Linked DNA regions of Sus scrofa: all the other regions are linked to region 1. A link is a contact called in public HiChIP or PLAC-seq and promoter capture Hi-C data. All regions are on one chromosome and are shown on one strand. Each heading gives the region's core, a stretch centred on a gene start, on an enhancer-like site or on the middle of the called end of the contact. The rest is flanking DNA. Distances are from core to core; before and after follow the strand shown.

Region 1 (2,839 bases), core at 208-2,707:
GGGCAGGGTTAGAAATAGACCAGGGGCAGACTATGTAGGCACTCCAACATGTAGGAGCTAGCCGAGGGGTTGCGCAAGATGGTTAGAGAATCAGACACTGAAGTGTCAATGTGGCCAGGGGAAGGGGTAGTTTCAAGGCTAATAGTCTGGTCCCCAGTGACAAATGTTGTGCACAGGTTCAATAAAAAGGAAGTTGGGGGGGGGACACAACCAAATGATTTAGGGAATTTTGAAAGCCACAGGTGACCTTTGTCAGGCTCACCTCTTAAAGTGGGCACCAAAGTTGGTTTGCAGAAGAAAATGAGTGGCAGATTAAGACACGGATGTGATAATAATGAGAACGGGGCTTTACCTCCCCAAGAGCTGGGCTGTGAGGCGGTGGGGACTGGAGGCAGACTGGATCAAGTGTTTTGAAATTTTCCGTGTTTTTAAAAATGTATAAATTTGTTTGCCATGATTAAGGGCCGTGGGAAGATGCTGCTAGAAGGAGCCTGAATGTCCAGGAGAGGGAAGAACCTGGGAAAAGCCACTCTTGGATTGGACATAGAGGGAAACCGTCCTTGAGGCCAAAAAGATAATCGAAATCTCTACTGGAAACGTGTTTTCAAAGGGCGAAAGGAGGTGACTTGCCATTATGGAGCCCTCCCTGCGAGCCAGTCCCTTCCCCTAATTTAAATGTAGTGGTCTAATTGGAAGACACACTAGCCGGGTTTCTTTCCACGAATCCGTTCATCATTAAAAACGAATAAAAGAAGTATTCCCTCAATCTTAACTCCTCTTGCAGATGCTAAGCCAGCTGCAGTGTTTTCAACGTCACAAAGAATAAACCACCCCTGGAGCAGCTGGTTCAGGAGCGGCTCTGGGCTGCAGTTATCTCCCTTGTTCTGTCGAAGTCGGTTACTGTCCAGCGCGATTTTGTTCAAGCCTCAGCGCCCAGAGGAGGGGAGGTGCCTGCAGCGCGGGCGGCCGGCGTTCGGCGGGAGGCGGGCGCGGGTTGCAGGAGAGGGAGACGCGGAGAGGGGCGCTGGAGGCTCTCCCGGGACTCGCGGCCACCGTCGCTCCCATCGCCAGCGCGTCGGCCGGCCCAGCCCGGGCTTTCCCCGTCGCTCCCGGTCCTCCCGACAGCGGCTAGGCGTCCGGCCCCCGGGGGAGGCCGCTCCGGTCCCCACTGCCACCCGGTGCCCCTGACCACCCTGCAGCCGCTTTCGGTTCCGCGCCTTATAAGGCCTGACAGGAGGGTCACGTGCGTCCCGGGCCGCCCGCCGGGAGGAGGGGGCGGCGGGGGGAGGGGCGGGAAGCGGGGAGGAAAAGGGGAGGGAGTCGGGGGCGGAGGAAGGAGCTAGGGGCGGATTCTGCGGCGGTGGGAGGCGGTGGCGGCGGCGGCGGCGCGGCAGCGGCGGGGAGCGGACCGCTCGGAGCTGGACCGAGGAGGAGAAGGAGGTGGAGGTGGAGGAAGGGACCGGCGCGGGGGCGGGAGAGCGCAGCGCGGCGGAAGCCGGAGACCGCGGGAGGGCCGGTGGCCGGCCCCGGGCGGGAGCCGGGGCGGCGGCGGCAGCAGCGGCCGAGAGGACCGCGGCGAGGAAAGCGCATCCAGCGGCCCCGGCGGCGGCGGCGGCGGCGGCGGGGGCCCGGGTCCGCGCGCCCGGGCGGCCGGCGGGCACGGGCTGGCGCGATGGAGCCGCAGCACGTGCGCCCCGCGTCCGGCGCCCGCAGCCCGGCCTGGGAGGAACCGGTGGGTACAGCGCCCGCGCCCGCCCCCTCCCACTTCTCCTCTGCTCCCCCCCGCCCGGGCCGGGTTCCGTTCAGGAAATGGCCCGGGATGAGGTCCCCAGCTGCTTCCCACCCGGGACAGCGCTTCCTCCGCCGCCCGGGCTCCTCCTCGCGCGCCGCCCGGAGCGCCTTTGTCCGGGCCGGCCGAGGCTCTCCCCCAGGGGCCGCGGACGAGCCACTGACCACGGCCCTCCAAGGACCGTTTTCCGTGCTTCATCGACTTCGCAACTTTTTCCTTGATTTCGGAGCGTGGAGGGTGGGTAGGGAGGGGGCAAAAAGAAGCCCAGACTGGGGGTCAGCGTGCAGGGCTCGGAGGAGACAGGTCTTGCCTCTTGAGACCGCGCCCTGGGCGGTCACCTGGGCGCTGCAGGTTCCTAAGGAGCCGCGCTTGGCGAGGCGGATCGCAGCTAGAAGCCGGGAACCACGCCTCCGCCTCCTGCTCGCCGCTAAAGCCCCGGGCTTTTCTAGGGTTCGAGGGGGTTGCCAGGGATGAAGCGGGAAGCTGACCTCGATTTCGCTTAGGATTTCGCTGCCCGTGAAACGCGGAGGTTGGGCAGTTTGGGGGACCGAAAGTAACGTGGGCATGTGCATTGTGTGTGCGCGGGTAAGGAGCAGGAGGACGGGGGAATTGGGGGCTTGGGATTTGTTCCCTCAAACTCCTTCAACTTCCTCTCTTCCAACTCAGAGAGTCAGAACCATCTCACATCCCTCCGGTGATTCTAGCCCGAAATCCCCGTCTCACTCAGAGCTCTGTAATCCTGTGTGGGCTGCCTTTTCCCTGGCATCGAATTTTGGCTCTCTCCGCCCTGCCTCGATGTTTGCTGTTCCGTCTTGGTTGACATTCTTGAACCTATTTGGAAAACCTCGTCCGAAATTTCTGGCCTCACCAGTGTTCTGTTCAACACGTTCGGATGCTCTTTTCCCAGGAACTCCGAGGATCTGCTCAGGCTGGCCCCCTGCCTGTTGAGAGCTTCTAGGTCAGGTGCCAAGCTTGGTTCCCCCTTTTCTTTTCTAGTATGTACCCTCCCAGCTCCTTTGCCAAAGTACATTTCTCTGCCTTCTGTTTCCC
Region 2 (2,839 bases), core at 212-2,711, 94 kb before region 1:
TACCCTCAAGTTCCCTTATCCAGACAGTACAGAAATGGGCTCCAACCCAGACTGTTTAACTCCAAGCCCAAGGTTTGGATTACGCTACACTTCCACCCTTGACCTGTGCCTTTTAGAACAAAGGGGCAAAAACAAACAAAAACTCAAAGATAAAAAAAAAAAAAAAAAAGAATAAACAAACACCTTAGAAGCATAATAATTGATAAAATAAAGGGGCAAAATCTGAAGTCAGAACTCTATACAGGAAAGAGAAAAAAACAATAGATATTTGTTCAATGAATGAATGAAATGAAATGAATGGGACTTAAACTCTCTCATTTCCTGACAAGAAAAATTATTGGAGTGTGAGGGACCAAGTGGAAGAATGAACCTAGCAATTTCACGGTGAAAACCTCCGTTATTCTAAGCGATAATGACATTGACAAAATCTTGCCTAGACTCATCTTGCCCTTCAAGCGGCACCAACAACATAACCCTTTCCCTTAACCGGCACAAGCGTTCCAATTCCAGCGCGCGCGCACGCACACACACCAGCTCAGGCAGAGCCAAGAAATACTGAGCTTTGAAATGAGAGCATACGACTCTAGTGCAGTCACTATTCGCTGTGTTCAGCAAGTCACTTTTCCATTCTGGGTTTCAAATACCTCAAATGTAGAGTGAGGGGTTTTAACTAAAGTTGTGGTTTTCAGCTCTAAGATGCGAACCAATGAGAAAAGAAAACTCCAAGTAAAACTTGGAAAGGCTCATGAATACATTTAAAACATAATGAGAGGTTCTTCCTCGAGAATGGACACTTCTAAGCCACCACAAGTGCTGGCTGGAACAAGGCACAGAGCGACTTTCAGGCCCTTCGGACTCAGAGGGCAAGGTCAAGTCCAGCTTTCAACATCTTCTAAGGACTGCTGGATTAACCTCTGCGTGTACTACAATCTCAGTGAGAACTCCGAGGGTGAAAGCAGCAGTGGGGGAAAGAGAAAGCACTATTCCAAGGCATCAGAACCCTAAATCCAGTTCCCTCGGGTTACAGAAAGAGGCTCAGAGAGTGCAAGCGCCCGGCCCCACGTTACACAGCAGTTAGCGACGAGGTGGAGACTAGACTCTTAACCTCCAGGCTCCCGGCGCCTGGAGCCAGTGAAGCCGCAAGGAGGGGGGAGCGGGGGCCCCGCGGGGACTGCAAGGCGGCAAGGCGTCCGGGGTTACCTTTGTCGGCCCCCGCCCCTGCGTGCAGCAGCCTGACGTCCAAGCGCCGCGCGTCGCTGCCGGGTCCGCCCCAGAACACCTGCCGCAGGAGCAGCCGCACGCGCCGCGCGGCCGGGCTGCCGCGGCCGCCGGGCGCCCCAAGGAGCAGAAGCCGGGATTGCATGGGGCCTGGGACGTCGCTGAGCACTGCGAGGCGGGGGTGGGGTCCGGGGAGAGCGGCGTCCGGGACAGGCGGCGTGAGGCGGCGCGGACAGGGGGACAGGAAGCGGTACGGCGCCGCGTCCGCCGGAAACTCCTTCCCCCGGCGCGACCGGCTCCGCCGTCTCGGGCCCTCCCCGGGCCCACAAGGGCGAACGGAGTCGGCAGCCGTGCTCGGGGCCGGGCTGGGAGCCGGCCGGGCGGAGCAATGAGTTTAGCACCGGGTCGGGCCGGCCCCTCCGGTCGTTCCTGCAACCCATTGGCGGGCGCTTGGCTCCGGAGCGCGCCTCGCCCTCACCTGTGACCTGTCACCTGAATTCCCCGGGCGGCCTCTAGCCCTTCCTTTGCAGTCCTGTCATTTGATGGTGTGATTGTTGGCTAACAGCCCTGTCTTAGTACACTGCTCTTTCCCCATACGCTGCTTCAACCCTTTTCAGAACTTGAGTACGTATTCTGGAGGTTATGGAAACTTGACCTTGGCCGTACCGGTGTTTCCACTCAGTACCTGAAAACTTGACCTTTATTTGTTTATTTTTTTCTACGTGTTTTATTACCACCCCTTAAGTTCTAGATGGACAGCCCACATCTCAGTGATATAGAGAAACTGCCAAAATGTCAAAAAGGACCTACATCAACCACGTGGTCAGTCCTTCTGCGGTGCAAGACTTATATAAACATAATTTATGTCTTTAGGAAGAGAAAAAAGTAGGTTACCGGCTAAGGCTGCGTCCCTGCCATCCTTACCCAAAGCGGAAATGGTCCTATCACAAAGCAAACGAAGCCTAAATTTGATTCTACTGCATCGCCAAAATATCAGGAGTGAATTGACCAAGGCAGAATGTTTAAATCAAGTGAACTACAAAACAAACCTCAAGCAAAAAGAATGCAGAAGGCTTCACGTTCAGGTCGAGGTCTTGCTAATTCCAGAGCTGTTCCTATCTTTAAATCTATATGGAGCGCCTACCATGTGCATAACCCTGTCATGGAGGCTGAGAAGAAAGTGGGAGGAGACTTGAAAACAACACCACAACTGGGTAAGGCTTTGTGCATCTGGGGGGAGTTTGGACTAAGAGCTCGGTTAACCTGTCCTAAGGCTGAAACAGGCTTCTAACCTAGTTGAGATAGTGAAAGTCAAGGTAACTACAGTTTGTATAGTGCAGGTCAACGTGGGTTCACATATTTCAATCTTCACCACACCCCTCAGAGGCTGCTGGGGGAAATGACAAATATAGAATGTCACCGGTGGTAATATACTTCTCCCACTTTGAGTCCGGGCTCCCTGTCAGGCATTGTGCTAAATTCTTGATCTCATTTCGCAGAGCGATGCTTTGATGGAGGTATTATGCCTTTCCCCCATTTTACAGATGACGAAACTGAGGCTGGAAGAGTGAAGGGCTGGGACCTCTCCATTAATCTCACTGAAGTCTAGAACACGCATCAA
Region 3 (2,839 bases), core at 223-2,722, 67 kb after region 1:
TGGGTGAGAATGAACAAAGTCATCAGAATCTGGGCACCGGCAGCAGGAACAGAAAGGAAGACCCCATGTCAAGAGTGTTTGGAAGGCAAACGAAGGAATTGAGAGGCAAGAGAGAATAAAAGATGGTTCAGAAGTTTGGGGATTGTGAGCTTAGGAAAATGTTGCTGCTTCTAACAGATGGGGTCCCAGGAAGAGGAGCAGAGCTGCTGAGGGAAGGTGCCGAGTTCATTTTGAATTCCAGATTGAATTCCAGATTACCCGGAGGGGTGTTATTTCCCGGAAGTTTTCAGAATTAGAATCTAGGTCTCCTAGACCAGACTGATGGTTTTTTCCAAATTAGTGTACAGAGACATACAGGACATGAAATAAAATGTACACGTTGAGTTTCAGGTGGGGATAGCATCTCGTCGAGTAAGCAGTTGTACGTGGAGCTGGCGTGGAAGATTGAGAATTAACGTAGAGATTTGTTTTAGGACATAATTGGAGAAAAAGTTCACGCAAGACATTTAGCCACGAGGATATATTTGGAAATAGCCAAGGGGCAGTTTTCATAAAGAAGGAGCGAAAGCTGTCCAATGAGACTAAAGAAAAGGGAAGAGGCAACAAGATTGTTCTACATTTTTAAAAAAAGAAGGAAGGAAGGGATACATTAGGAGTTTGGGATTAACGTATATACACTGCTCTATATAAAGTAGATAACTAACAACGGCCTACTGCATAGCACAGGGAACTACACTCAGTATTTTGTAATAACCTATAAGGGAAGAGAATCTGAAAAGAATATAGTATCCTTCCTTCCTTCCTTTTTTCTTTTTTTTTTTTTTTTTTCTCTCTTTAGGACCATACCTTCGGCATATAGAAGTTCCCAGGCTAGGGTGCCTTCCTCCACCACAGCCACAGCCACCTAGATCCACGCTGCATCTGCAACCTGTGCTGCAGCTTGCAGCCACACCAGACCCTTCGCCCCCTGAGCGAGGCCAGGGAGCGAACCTGCATCCTCAGGGATGCAGTTTTATATGTCTATAACTGAATCACGTTGCTATATACCAGAAACTAACACAATGCGGTAAATCAACTATACATCACTTTAAAAAAAAAAAAAAAAAAAGATGTTTAAAGGAGAGGGAGGCACAGATTGTAACCCAGGAGATCATCACGAGGTGAAACAAGTTTTTAACCTTTTGAGAGCAGACATGCGGGGCGGGGGGGCGGAGGGGGAACAGTCAGAGATGGAAGGCAGTCAAATCAGTTTAACAAACAAATGATAAGTACCACTGAGGTGACAGCGTGGTGCTGGGTATTGGGGATACAGAGATGGAGTCAATGTGGTCCTGCCTTTGGGGACGTTACTGCCCCATAAAGAGCAGGAGCAAGAGTATCATAAGAACAACTGATAATCCACTGATCCCCCTGTGCCGGGAACTGTTGTCAACACTGTGTGGCTGTGGTGTGGGCTGTGGCTAGAGCTCCAATGTGACCTCTAGCCTGGGAACTTCCATATGCCATGGGTGGGGCCCTGGGGACCTCAGGCACCGAAAGGTTAAGTAATTTGCCCGAGGTCAAATTACTGGTCAGCTGGGAGCCACGATTTGCGCCCAGGCTGTGGCTTTGCACCCTGTGCCGACCATCTAAACAAATGAGTATCCTACTAGGCAAAGAGAGAAGAGCAAAGCACAAGGAGGGAGGAGGCAAGTTTTCTGGCCAGGGATAGAGTGGGGCAGGGAAGCTCCTGTATGAGGAGGACAAGGAGGACAGGGGATGGAGCCAGATAAAGGAACATATGGTCGTGACCAAAGCTTGGAACCCGTGTGTGTGTGTGTGTGTGTGTGTGTGTTACTGTTTTACCTCGACATGTGCACAGCCTTCATCTCTGACTTTTACTCTGCCCCGTTCTGATCACAAAGGACTCGACATTTGATTGTATTCATTTTTGTAAACAATTAAGATGTTCTTTTAAAAAAAATCTACAAGAAGCGCATTATCCTTTTAGGGGTATCAGCCCTGCCCAGTTGAGACCATCATTAGAGTGGAGTTTATGATTTTATTTTATTTATTTTTTTGTCTTTTTGCCTTTTTCTAGGGCTGCTCCCGTGGCATATGGAGGTTCCCAGGCTAGGGGTCTAATCCGAGCTGTAGCCACCGGCCTACACCACACACAGCAACTCAGGATCTGAGCCACGTCTGCCACCTACACCACAGCTCACAGCAACGCCAGATCCTTAACCCACTGAGCAAGGCCAGGGATCGAACCCGCAACCTCATGGTTCCTAGTTGGATTCATTAACCACTGAGCCACAACGGGAACTCCGGGTTTATGATTTAAAAAAATAACTTTCTTCCTTCCTTCCTCCCTCCCTCCCTCCCTCCCTCTCTTCCTTCCTGTCTTCATACCTGTCTGCCCACCTACCCATCTGCTTACCTACCCACCTCTCACACAGTACTGGCAGAAATCTAAGAGTGAGTTTCCTATGTAGTGGGAGCCCAGATAATTACTGGCGAAGAACTAGTGAATTTGAAGAGCAGATTATTGAAGACACAATAGAAATTCCAGAAAATAAGCTGCTATTTTGCCCAGCATGGTTAATAGCCCTTTCTGAGATAAGCATGTGGGTCAAGATAGGACTCCTGGTTAGATGCGGCCAGATTCTGAGCATCACTTCATTTCCTGTCCTATCCGTGACCAGCTGGACCCTATGACCAGTGACCCCTTGGCCCCACTGCTGTCTGGACTGGGAACCAGGGGGAGCAGTTTGGTGAGACTTAGGCATGCCCTGAGGTAGTTTGCTATGCACATTACTTACTAGTTAAAAATAAATAAGTAAGAGTTCCTACTGTGGCA

Evidence for each region. Promoter capture Hi-C pulls out the DNA fragments that hold promoters and counts their contacts. HiChIP or PLAC-seq counts read pairs in DNA pulled down with a chosen protein or histone mark.
Region 2: a promoter capture Hi-C map of fetal liver shows a contact between it and region 1, with 2.8 times the contacts expected there. The contact joins the promoter of VWA8 here to the promoter of DGKH in region 1. A contact is called at or near these places in 2 of 5 promoter capture datasets (fetal liver and liver), 3 of 47 Hi-C or Micro-C datasets (epiblast stem cells, fetal heart ventricle and liver) and 1 of 2 datasets of contacts at active chromatin or transcription factors (alveolar macrophages).
Region 3: an H3K27ac HiChIP or PLAC-seq map of alveolar macrophages shows a contact between it and region 1. The contact joins the enhancer-like site here to the promoter of DGKH in region 1. A contact is called at or near these places in 1 of 5 promoter capture datasets (liver), 4 of 47 Hi-C or Micro-C datasets (fetal heart ventricle, fibroblasts, heart right ventricle and 1 more) and 1 of 2 datasets of contacts at active chromatin or transcription factors (alveolar macrophages).

What each region holds. Positions count from the first base shown.
Region 1 is chr11:24,969,546-24,972,384 of Sscrofa11.1, reverse strand. It overlaps DGKH (diacylglycerol kinase eta), which reads left to right and starts at 1,457. Exons shown (of 32, transcript XM_021065624.1): 1 at 1,457-1,732. The coding sequence starts at 1,673. LOC106505301 (a long non-coding RNA gene) reads left to right here. Exons shown (of 3, transcript XR_002336682.1): 3 at 463-1,247.
Region 2 is chr11:25,063,402-25,066,240 of Sscrofa11.1, reverse strand. It overlaps VWA8 (von Willebrand factor A domain-containing protein 8), which reads right to left and starts at 1,461. Exons shown (of 48, transcript XM_021065625.1): 1 at 1,201-1,461. The coding sequence starts at 1,363. LOC106505301 (a long non-coding RNA gene) reads left to right here and starts at 1,691. Exons shown (of 3, transcript XR_002336682.1): 1 at 1,691-2,432; 2 at 2,763-2,839.
Region 3 is chr11:24,902,629-24,905,467 of Sscrofa11.1, reverse strand. All of the region lies in intron 2 of DGKH (diacylglycerol kinase eta), which reads left to right. Among named protein-coding and RNA genes, the nearest start is that of DGKH, 67 kb to the left of the region's middle. Within about 2 kb of position 1,472, at least 1 of the 83 cell types and tissues checked has an H3K27ac peak or open chromatin away from gene starts, as enhancers often do. A contact at or near this core is called in alveolar macrophages, where this site is marked.